Regions from separate parts of the Sus scrofa genome. Here regions 1 and 3 are each linked to region 2. Evidence: chromatin contacts called from public HiChIP or PLAC-seq data. All regions are on one chromosome and are shown on one strand. The core of a region is the stretch at or near the end of the contact, and the rest is flanking DNA. Distances in the headings are between cores, read along the strand shown.

The links. HiChIP or PLAC-seq counts read pairs in DNA pulled down with a chosen protein or histone mark.
Region 1: a contact with region 2 is called in an H3K27ac HiChIP or PLAC-seq map of alveolar macrophages. The contact joins two enhancer-like sites. A contact is called at or near these places in 8 of 47 Hi-C or Micro-C datasets (embryonic fibroblasts, fetal heart ventricle, fetal liver and 4 more) and 2 of 2 datasets of contacts at active chromatin or transcription factors (alveolar macrophages and skeletal muscle).
Region 3: a contact with region 2 is called in an H3K27ac HiChIP or PLAC-seq map of alveolar macrophages. The contact joins the promoter of FAM129A here to the enhancer-like site in region 2. A contact is called at or near these places in 3 of 5 promoter capture datasets (fetal liver, fetal skeletal muscle and liver), 22 of 47 Hi-C or Micro-C datasets (adipose tissue, alveolar macrophages, blood and 14 more) and 2 of 2 datasets of contacts at active chromatin or transcription factors (alveolar macrophages and skeletal muscle).

The regions. Positions count from the first base shown.
Region 1 is chr9:126,271,219-126,274,318 of Sscrofa11.1, reverse strand. RNF2 (E3 ubiquitin-protein ligase RING2) reads right to left here. Exons shown (of 7, transcript XM_021102634.1): 3 at 340-500. Among named protein-coding and RNA genes, the nearest start is that of SWT1, 74 kb to the left of the region's middle. Within about 2 kb of position 1,543, at least 3 of the 83 cell types and tissues checked have an H3K27ac peak or open chromatin away from gene starts, as enhancers often do. A contact at or near this core is called in alveolar macrophages, where this site is marked.
Region 2 is chr9:126,031,743-126,034,740 of Sscrofa11.1, reverse strand. The region is part of intron 6 of FAM129A (protein Niban-like); the gene reads left to right. Among named protein-coding and RNA genes, the nearest start is that of EDEM3, 50 kb to the right of the region's middle. Within about 2 kb of position 1,655, at least 22 of the 83 cell types and tissues checked have an H3K27ac peak or open chromatin away from gene starts, as enhancers often do. A contact at or near this core is called in adipose tissue, alveolar macrophages, omental adipose tissue and 3 more, where this site is marked.
Region 3 is chr9:126,171,311-126,174,413 of Sscrofa11.1, reverse strand. It overlaps FAM129A (protein Niban-like), which reads left to right and starts at 1,835. Exons shown (of 14, transcript NM_001243219.1): 1 at 1,835-2,059. The coding sequence starts at 2,005. RNF2 (E3 ubiquitin-protein ligase RING2) reads right to left here and starts at 1,777. Exons shown (of 7, transcript XM_021102634.1): 1 at 1,755-1,777.

The DNA.
Region 1 (3,100 bases), core at 294-2,793, 240 kb before region 2:
GATCCAGTGTTGCAGTGAGCTATGGGTATAGGTTGCAGGCATGACTCAGATCCTGAGTTGCTATAGCTGTGGCGTAGGGCAGCTGTAGCTCTGATTTGAACCCTAACCTGGGAACTTCCATATGCCACAGGAATGTCCCTAAAAAGCAAAAATAAAATAAAATTAAAAATAATTTGCATAAAACCACGTTTCAAAGCAAAGATTTTTCCAATGATTAAAACATAGACATCAGATACATTTCCAATTCTCAAATATCAGAATGTATTTCTCAAAATCCTTAGGTACTTGAGCACTGTCCTGGTATAATTTAAGTACCAAGGATAATTCATTTCAACATACCCACTTCTGAGGGCTGTGATAATGCAGTCTGCACAAAAACGATGTAAACACTCCTTTGTAGTCATGGTATTCTTCAACATGTCCAAACAAATCGGGCACATTAGTTCACTGTGTAGACTTCGAGGTGAAACCACAATTTCCAAGCCATCGGTTATTGCCTCCTGTAAAAGCATCACTTTAAAATTAAATGTTACCCAATTTCCTTAAAATTATGAACAAGTTCAAATATATAAAAATATAGAAAAAGACAAAAATGAACACCCAGTCACCAGCATGATCAACTCATAATCAATCTTGTTTTAGCTATAATCTCCAACTTCCCTCATCCCCGGTACTAATGTATTCAAAAATGCTCTCATTTTAATGCTAAAATAGTAACAGTACATATTTATAAGATAACTAATAGTAAACTAATCTGGTATAATTTTTTAAAAGCATCAAATATGAAATCAGATGTCTAGTTCTACAACTAGCTTTGTGCCTTTAAATCATTAGTTTTAAACCTGTCTTATCTGCAAAATGAAGCAGGCTAAATGAACCCTAAGAATTCTTACATCTTCAAAACTGTACCATCTTGGAGTTCCTGTTGTGGCTCAGTGGTTAAAGAATCCGACTAGAACCATGAGGTTGCGTGTTCCATCCCTAGCCTCGCTCAGTGGGTCAAGGATCTGGCGCTGCCGTGAGCTGTGGTGTAGGCTGCAGACGAGGCTCAGATCCCACGTTGCTGTGGCTGTGGCGTAGGCCGGTGGCTACAGCTCCAATTAGACCCCTAGCCTGGGAACCTACATTTGCCGCTGGAGCGGCCCAAGAAATGGCAAAAAGACCAAAACAAAAACAACTGTACCATCTTGATAATAAATTATACATTTAATGCCATCAATTAAAATATTTTAAGACTCAAATACAAGTATTCCCTATTTATATACAGCTTAGCAATTTCATCTGAAATCACTCTTTGAACCTTAAAAAGTCTTGACCCACAGAAACACTTTTATACCAAGCGGTCAGGTTCTCAGGCTAACCTATCCACTGATTTAAACCACAGCACATGTGAAGAATAACAAGTAACAGTATTGCTAATTGCCATGTCTAAAAGTGTTTTCAGTGCTAAAATGCATTTGGAGCTTCAATGCAGAATTCAGGACACAGCTCCTACTTTCTTTACCACTGCCACTACCAACCCTTCCCACAAGGTGGCACTGAGAACAAAGACTACCAAACTCCTAAAGGCAGCAATACAGGCTCCTACAGATTGAAGAAAAGAGGTCTAGTAGGTGGCACTTAAAAAAGTAGATGGAAACAGAAATAAGGGGCTTCCCATACGTTACCAACACTTCCTGTCTCTGCCAGTTCTTCATCATACTTGTGTTTTCTCTACAGGGTCAAAGACTGATGATCCCAACAAGGAAAGACATCAAAACTATAGATATTGTCCATTAAGTATCATGTCCCAACCTCTTCATATAAAACACTTTCTGTATTTTACTTAGTTTATTACAAACAAACTCTTGATTTAGGAATTACAACCTCTAATTTGTAAATCACACAGAGTATGACGATGACTCAATCTAGTAATCTAGTCTGTCCTCCTCTTCCTCTTTAGAACTTGCCTAGCAATATCCCAATCTTGGATAAACCATCCATCCATGTTTTCCATGCCTCTACCTGTGCATCTGTGTAGCACTGCAGGAGAGAAAAAAAGGAACCACACAGCCAGACTGGTATAAAAAAAAACTTGTTTATCTCTCACTACACTATTTTTCAACTTTCCTTTCTACAGCCCTTCTACCACCTGATGATCTCACCTCAAATTTCATGAAAAGAGAGCTCTCTTATTTTCTCTCTACCAAATCTTTATAGAGCACCTTCTTTCTCACAGGAAGGAGAAAGTAGGTCTCTTTCTATCATATGTACATTCCTTTCTACCTTCTTAAGTATATCCCTCTTTTTATGATTGTTTGCTCTCAGACTCCAGCAATCTCTCCCTCTTCACTAAATCAGCCTAAATTAACACAGGGTTGCTGCATAGTGAAGTGTGAATGATGACCTTAGAGCTGTGTGAATGGGGTGGCGGCAGTTCCATCTCCCATCTTATTAACAAAACAAAATTTAAAACTTCTTGATTCCATGTTCCCCTCAGCTTTTCACTCCATTTCTCTGTTCTTCGGCACAGCTAAATTTCTCTGAAGAATTACCAGTGTATTTTCACCTTTTCCCTGTCCTAAAGGCATACACCACAGTCTACTCAAGTGAGTCTACTCTTGTTAAAGTTAGCATGTATATGTGCCAACTCTAATGTTCACCTCTGTAATTCGCATCTTCCTCATCTACTCAGGAGTACTCAACACAGTAACTGCATCTTCTTTCTTGAAACACTTCGTCTTGGGTTTTCATCCACTCTCTTCAACGTCCATTTTTCCTTACTTTTCTCTGGCTGTTCCTTCTAAGTCTCCTTTGCTGGCTCCTTTTCTTTCTTTCTTTCTTTTTTTTTTTTTTTTTTTTTTTTTTTGTCTTTTGTCTTTTTAGGGCCACATCCACAGCATATGGAAGTTTTCAGGCTAGGAACTGAATCAGAGCTGTAGCTGCAGGCCTACACCACAGCAACAGCAACACGGGATCTGAGCTACGTCTGTGACATTCACTGCAGCCCACTGAACAAGGCCAGGGATCGAACCCACATCCTCATGGATATTAGTCGGGTTTGTTAACCACTGAACCATGACAGGAACTCCCTGGGTCCTTTTCTATTACTTAATTTCTA
Region 2 (2,998 bases), core at 406-2,905:
ACTCACCTTGAGGACACCAATCACATGGCTGATTCAACCAGGAACAGGAGGCTGAGTATGGGCCTTATTTAATTATAGGCACATAGGGTCCAAGAATGCTATACTCTAATTTCCCTTCGTAGCTTAGAATGCCTCTTTAGGGAGTTAGTGAAACTTATTAGGGAACAATATTTGGAAGATTCCAGTTAGTGTCTTGCCTTTATAGGGTCATTGAACATCTAAAGCCAAAAACATTTTCTCATGTAATGGGCTATTCTTTATTGTTTTAACATATGACTCAGAATACTCTCCCTCCACCCCTCTTCCTTTTCCCTCTCCACTCCCCCACTGCCCGCCCCCGACCTTCTTCTTCTTTTGGTGGATTCTAAATTCATTTATTTCCCATCCTGAGACTTACTCAAGACCTTCAACCAATTCTTGGTTTCTGATATGTGGAAGAAGCACAGTCATTTACAAACCTGAGAGGATTAAGGGCTAACCATACTTATGCCAAAAAATAAAAAATGAAAGCTAGGGGAGGCTGAACCATTTGCCACTGATTGGCCTTTCATATAAACAAACGTATTTAATAGACATGCCAATATTAAAATGCCTTCGTGTAATACTTTTTATGTTCAAATCCTAACTCCGTCTGTTCATTTTATCAGTCTCTTAGGATGGGTAGACCAGTTATAATTTCCATTTTGCAAGTGAGAAAACTGAGGGAGGAATATAGCGATTGAATGACTGGCCCAGTTTTTTTCATTCAAAAATTATTTATTGAGCCACTTTATACCAGGCACTATGCTGGGTGCTAGAAATCCAGAGGTGGGCAAGGCAGAGTGTCCCTGCCCTGTGCAGCTGATTGTTTCAGAGTCACATGCTAAGTGGATAAATGACAAAGGAAACAATGGCGTCTGACTCCTGGTCCAGTGAAAGATCAGTATCAACGGTGAGACTATACCAAGTTAAACAGTCAGTTAGCTCCTTGAGTTTGGCTCGGCTACGTGCTTAATTTCTTCTCTCATTTGAAATCTCACATGAGCCCACATTCCTTCATGATGCCATGGAAAGCAAGTACGTAATAAGTCCTTTCTGGGAGTTGAGGACTGAGTTTGTTTTCTTCTGTTGACTTTCTGCTCTTTACTTTGGGCTGGTAGGTGTACATTGCTACAAGGTGCAAGAGAACGAAATGCCTCCTCCGTCATCACAGTGAGGCAGGACATACCTAGAGACACCCAGAGAACAAGGCAGCCTGAGAAGTGTGTGTGTGGGCACCTGTGTGCGTCTGTATTTACGTGGACATCATTCAGCAGCGCACAAAGCAGTCATAGGCAGGTGCTAATTTTTCAGTATGAAAAACATATCCAAAGGGAAAAACAAAGCAAAAACCAGAGGAGAAATCAGTATAAGCTGGGGTTTTCAGGTGACCGACCCCATAAGAACTTTTGCTCCCCTGAGAATCCGAGTGTCTTTGTCAAAATCACGGGCTCATAAAACGTGAGCCCTGGAAGAGCATTATTTTAGGGTTATTTGTTCAGCACCCTCCAAGCTCGAGAAAGAACATTCGGAGCCGTTGGCTCGAGTCACAAGGCCAGTATGTGACAGAAGTGCATTTTGAACCATGTCAGATGATCCTTGGAGAAGCTGGTGAGAGGAAATGACTTTTAAGACTTCCCTGTTTGGGGCCCGGCTGAGGCTCCGCTTCACCGTAACTGCTTACACATGGGCTGAAGCAGCCCCTGTCCTAAGACTCAGAAAAAAAGAGGTCAAGGCCCCAAAGAAGCTACCAAGTAGTTAAAGGAAAAGGCATGGCATGACCGAGTTTGAGAATATGACATCTTTTGTTTAAAGCACTGAGGTTATTTGCATTTTTTTCATGCCTGCTTAGACCTTAGTCATAACATTATCCGAACCCCCTCTATCCTAGGGGACGGTATTTAGACAATTTTCAGGTTTGTTACATTATTATCTTCTTCGTAATGACTCACACGGCAAGTATGGCACGTCCTCCTGGCGATGGTTATTTTAGGCAAGCGTCCAGGCAAAGCAAATATCTTCGAGTGACTTGTCTGACCGACTATTAGGGTGAAAATATGTGTACACCAGTCAAAGCATCAGTACATTTTCTGCTTGTCAATAAAAATGTACCAAATGAAGTCATGAGGGGAAAACATTTTGTACAATGTAAATATAAGTTTTGCCATATATTTGTTATTTGCCTTTCGGATCGAGAGAGGAGCTCATCATTCCCACAGGTCAGGGTGGTTTCAAGACTGGAAAACTACCCACAGTTTTTAGGCCTTGTCCATATGTTCCAGAGTTACCTTTTGTCTAATGACCTTGAATGTGACCCTTTTAAATGGATTCTTTTGTCCGTGGCCTCTCAGTAACACAAAGGGCAGGAAGCCCATGGCCTGGGCAGACAAGGGGCCAGCCTCAGGAAGGAGGGCAGGCTTTCTGGGCCTCGCCCCTTCCTCATCCCCTCAGCATCCGGAAGGCCACACGTGGGGTGTCCTTTAGAGAATGACCCTGGGTTTGCCGGTTTTGATCAGCCTAATGGCATGTTTGGCTTCTTATATGTGTGATGGAATTTTAAAATCTCCCAGTGAAATCCCAGCAGTTAAATGTACATACACCCCCTCTTTTAAAGCACAAGAGATTGTTTCAGGTCCCTTATGGGAAAACTCAGTGACTTCTGTTCTGAGGAGGAAAGACTGGCGAACCCCTTCATAAAGTATGATTTTTTTTTTAAGATTGGATTAGCTCTTCTCTCGGCCAGCCCCAGGGCTTTGAACTCATGGAAGGCTGAGCAAGGTAGGGGACCCCAGAGGGTCCTGGGTTGGGGAAGAACAGCTCAAGGGCAGGGTGGGGAGCCCTGAGTTTTACAGGAAGATGAGCTGTTGGAATGAGACAGGGTTTGGCTTCAGTATCCAGGAGCTCTGGCTGCCCCGGGCTTTTCCCTAATCACCCACCTCCCTCACCACCCACTCCCCCCCTCCTTTTTTTTTCCAGACAT
Region 3 (3,103 bases), core at 586-3,085, 140 kb before region 2:
CATAAAGAATGATGAAAATAATAACCAAGAAAACAAAAAAGATGCCAAGAAACAATAGCATGAACAAAGATAATCCCTGATCTTGGAGTTTTCATCTCAGTGGGGAGAGACACACAAAGAAATATATGTCAGAAGATGCTAAGTGATATGAATAGAAATAATCAAAGGTAAGAGGCAGAGAGATGAAGGTTGGTATTTAAATAGGGGGTTAAGAAAAGCCTCTCTAAGATGTTAGCATTTAAGTAGAGATTTAAAGGAAGCGAGAAGGTTGGAGAGTAAGACTTGTGAATTATCTGAGTGAAGAGAAACCTAGGAGAAGAAAGAGCATGTGCAAAGGCCCTAAGCTTAGAGTGTCCCAGAAGAGCAAAAAGGCCAGTAGGGCTGGAACAAAGAGAGCAAGGGGGAGGGAGAGTGGGTGGGAAATGAGGGCAGAGAGGAAGTCTGGCCTAATGTCAGCGATAGACTTGGTGGCTTTTTTTCTGAAGGAGGGAGCTCAGGAGGCTATTGTAGTTATCCATGTGAGAAATTGCGGGGTTGATAGCAGTGGAGGGGAGGAGAAATGGTGGGATAGTGGATATATTTTGCAAGTAGATTTGAAAGGATTTACTGATGGATTGGAAAGGTGTGAGAGATTGTGAGGTATGAGACATCTCTGTGTTAAAACGCTAGATAATTAACTTTGAAGGAAAAAGCCTCCAAAGTCCTCCTCAGACCTGCTTCTTGTCTGAACAGCTCATTTGACCTTGGAGGTTACGTCAATAGGAGTCACTACGAGCTGACTGCTAAGAATAGGAAGACATGAGTGTTGACCCTTCTACCAAGCTGGTTCTTGTTTGGGAAAAGCTGCCAAGCTAAACAGTGGTTGTGGGAAAAGAACAAGTGCCCTTTCTAATGAACGCATTCCAGTTTGTCTAGGAGAGGAACTGAACCTAAAAGTGTAAGAGCAGACTTTGATCAAGTCTTAAGAAGTTTCTAGACTGGGAGTATACAGTAGGACCCACAGTCAGGTTCTCCCTAACTTTTGCTTTTTTTTTTTTTTTTTTTCCTTAGGGCCACATATGTGGCATATGGATGTTCCCAGGCTAGGGGTCCAATGGGAGCTCCAGCTGCTGGCCTAGCCACAGCCACAGCCACAGCCACAGCCACGTAGGATCTTTAACCCACCGGTGGAGGTCAGGGTTAAAACCAGCATCCTCATGGATACTAGCGGGAGTCCTTACCGCTGAGCCACGACGGGAATGCCTCCCTAATTTTTTCTATTTCTGTCTTTTTTTCCTTCATTCCCCATTTCCTCCTTGGCCCAACTTCTTGGCTGCAGGAAGGCAAGTTTATCATTGGTTTTCAAACATCAGCAGGCGTCAGAATTACCTGGAGGGCCTGTGAAAACAGATTGCTGGGCCCTACTCCCAGTTTCTAATTGGGGAGGGTGTGTGTGCGTGTGTGTATCTGTGTGTATGTGTGTGTGTGTGTGTGTGTGTGTGTGTGTGTAGAGGGAGGTGCTGAGATTTTGGATTTCTAATATGTTCGTAGGTGATGTTTGAGAACTGTTGCTTCCTGTCCTGGAGGGAAGAGCGTGCAAAGCAGGGGGCTTTTGAACTCCACCTCGTGGGATGTGAGGGGGAAGGGTCCGGCTCACAGGGGTTTCCCATTACCAGGGAAATTGTCCTCTGACTCGAGGTGAAAATAAGAAGTCAGCGAAGAGAAGGAGAAGGAGCTGAAAGTCGTTCCAGGCCACACTTCCCCTCAGAACTCACCAGTGAAGCGAAGGCGGGAAGGCAGCCCCGGGGCCAGCCCACAGATCCTCAGAGGGCGCGGACCCGGAGGAGGCGCCCTAGAAGGCCGCGCCTCTCGGAGGAAGTGTGTCCTTTAATTGCAGCGCTCAGATCTCCGTCGCATCGGCTTCCAGGAGCGGGCAGCGGGCGCCGACGGGAGTGGCAGTCCCTCCCGCCGGGGGAGTGGGCCGGGCAGCCGCGCGCTCAGCATCCTCCTGCACCTTCCGTCGCCATGGGCGGCTCGGCCTCCAGCCAGTTGGACGAGGGCAAGTGCGCCTACATCCGAGGTACGCCCGCCGGGGCTTCCCGGGAGCGCGGCGCCGGTCCGCCTCGAGCCTTGGCCCTACTGGGCGCGACCCCAGAGGTGCCCGCAGACTCCCTCCTCCATCCCCCGCCCTCCACGGTCCGCTCTCCTCCGGCGGGCGCGGGCCTGGCAGGGGGCACGGCGTCTTCTCAGCCAGCGTTCTTCCAGCTGGAGGGCAGCTCGCCACGAGCCCTGGCCGGGGTGGGGGGCGCTGCAGCCAGGTGAGCGGGCTGGGGATGCTTTGGGAAGCGCCGCCGGAAGGCTGGGAGAAACAGGTGCAGGCTACGGAGTGGGGGACCACCCCGGTTCCTCCACTCGGCCCGCCTCGATGTCTCTTCTGCACCCCACCCCAGCCCAGCAACACCTCCCCATCCTGTCTGTACCTGTCCCTGGACTCAGTTCTGAGCCCTTTCTGAACTTGCCGCAAAAAGAACAGTGGGGGATATCCCTCGCTTCTAGAGATTTCCCTGGGGATTCCCGGCCTATGAAGCAGAATTTCCCTCCTGGTACTGTTGGCCTGGTTTTGTAAAACGCGGCGTCGGCCAAAGTTTCACTTGAACTTCATAATGTCACTTGCGGGATGATTTCATCAGAGGCAGAAAGGACAATGTCATTACGCTCTCATGTTGTGTGGTTACCTTTACTTACCCGCAGACGAGGGGAAGCAAAAGAGGAACGCTGACCTGCTGTGTAACAGTTGCTAAAGTTTTAGATGGGGACAAACTCATTTGGGAGGCTTTCGGGGATATAGTGATACAGTGAAAAGAGTGAGGCAGAAGAAAACAAAAACCAAACAGCTGAAACTGCAGGAAATAGTGATTCTTTCTCTCCTGGGTGTAATTGGCTTCTTTCTCTTTCCTCCCTCCAAACTTTGCCCACAACCACTACCTAACATTTGGTTAGTTTGTGAGTTTAGTGTTTTTCTCCCGTTAGAAGTATCTTCTAAACTAGATATTACACTTAATAATGTTAAGAAAAAGAAAAAAGTAAAGTTCTTCCTGATACCCTTTTCTGGCTCCTGAACCAT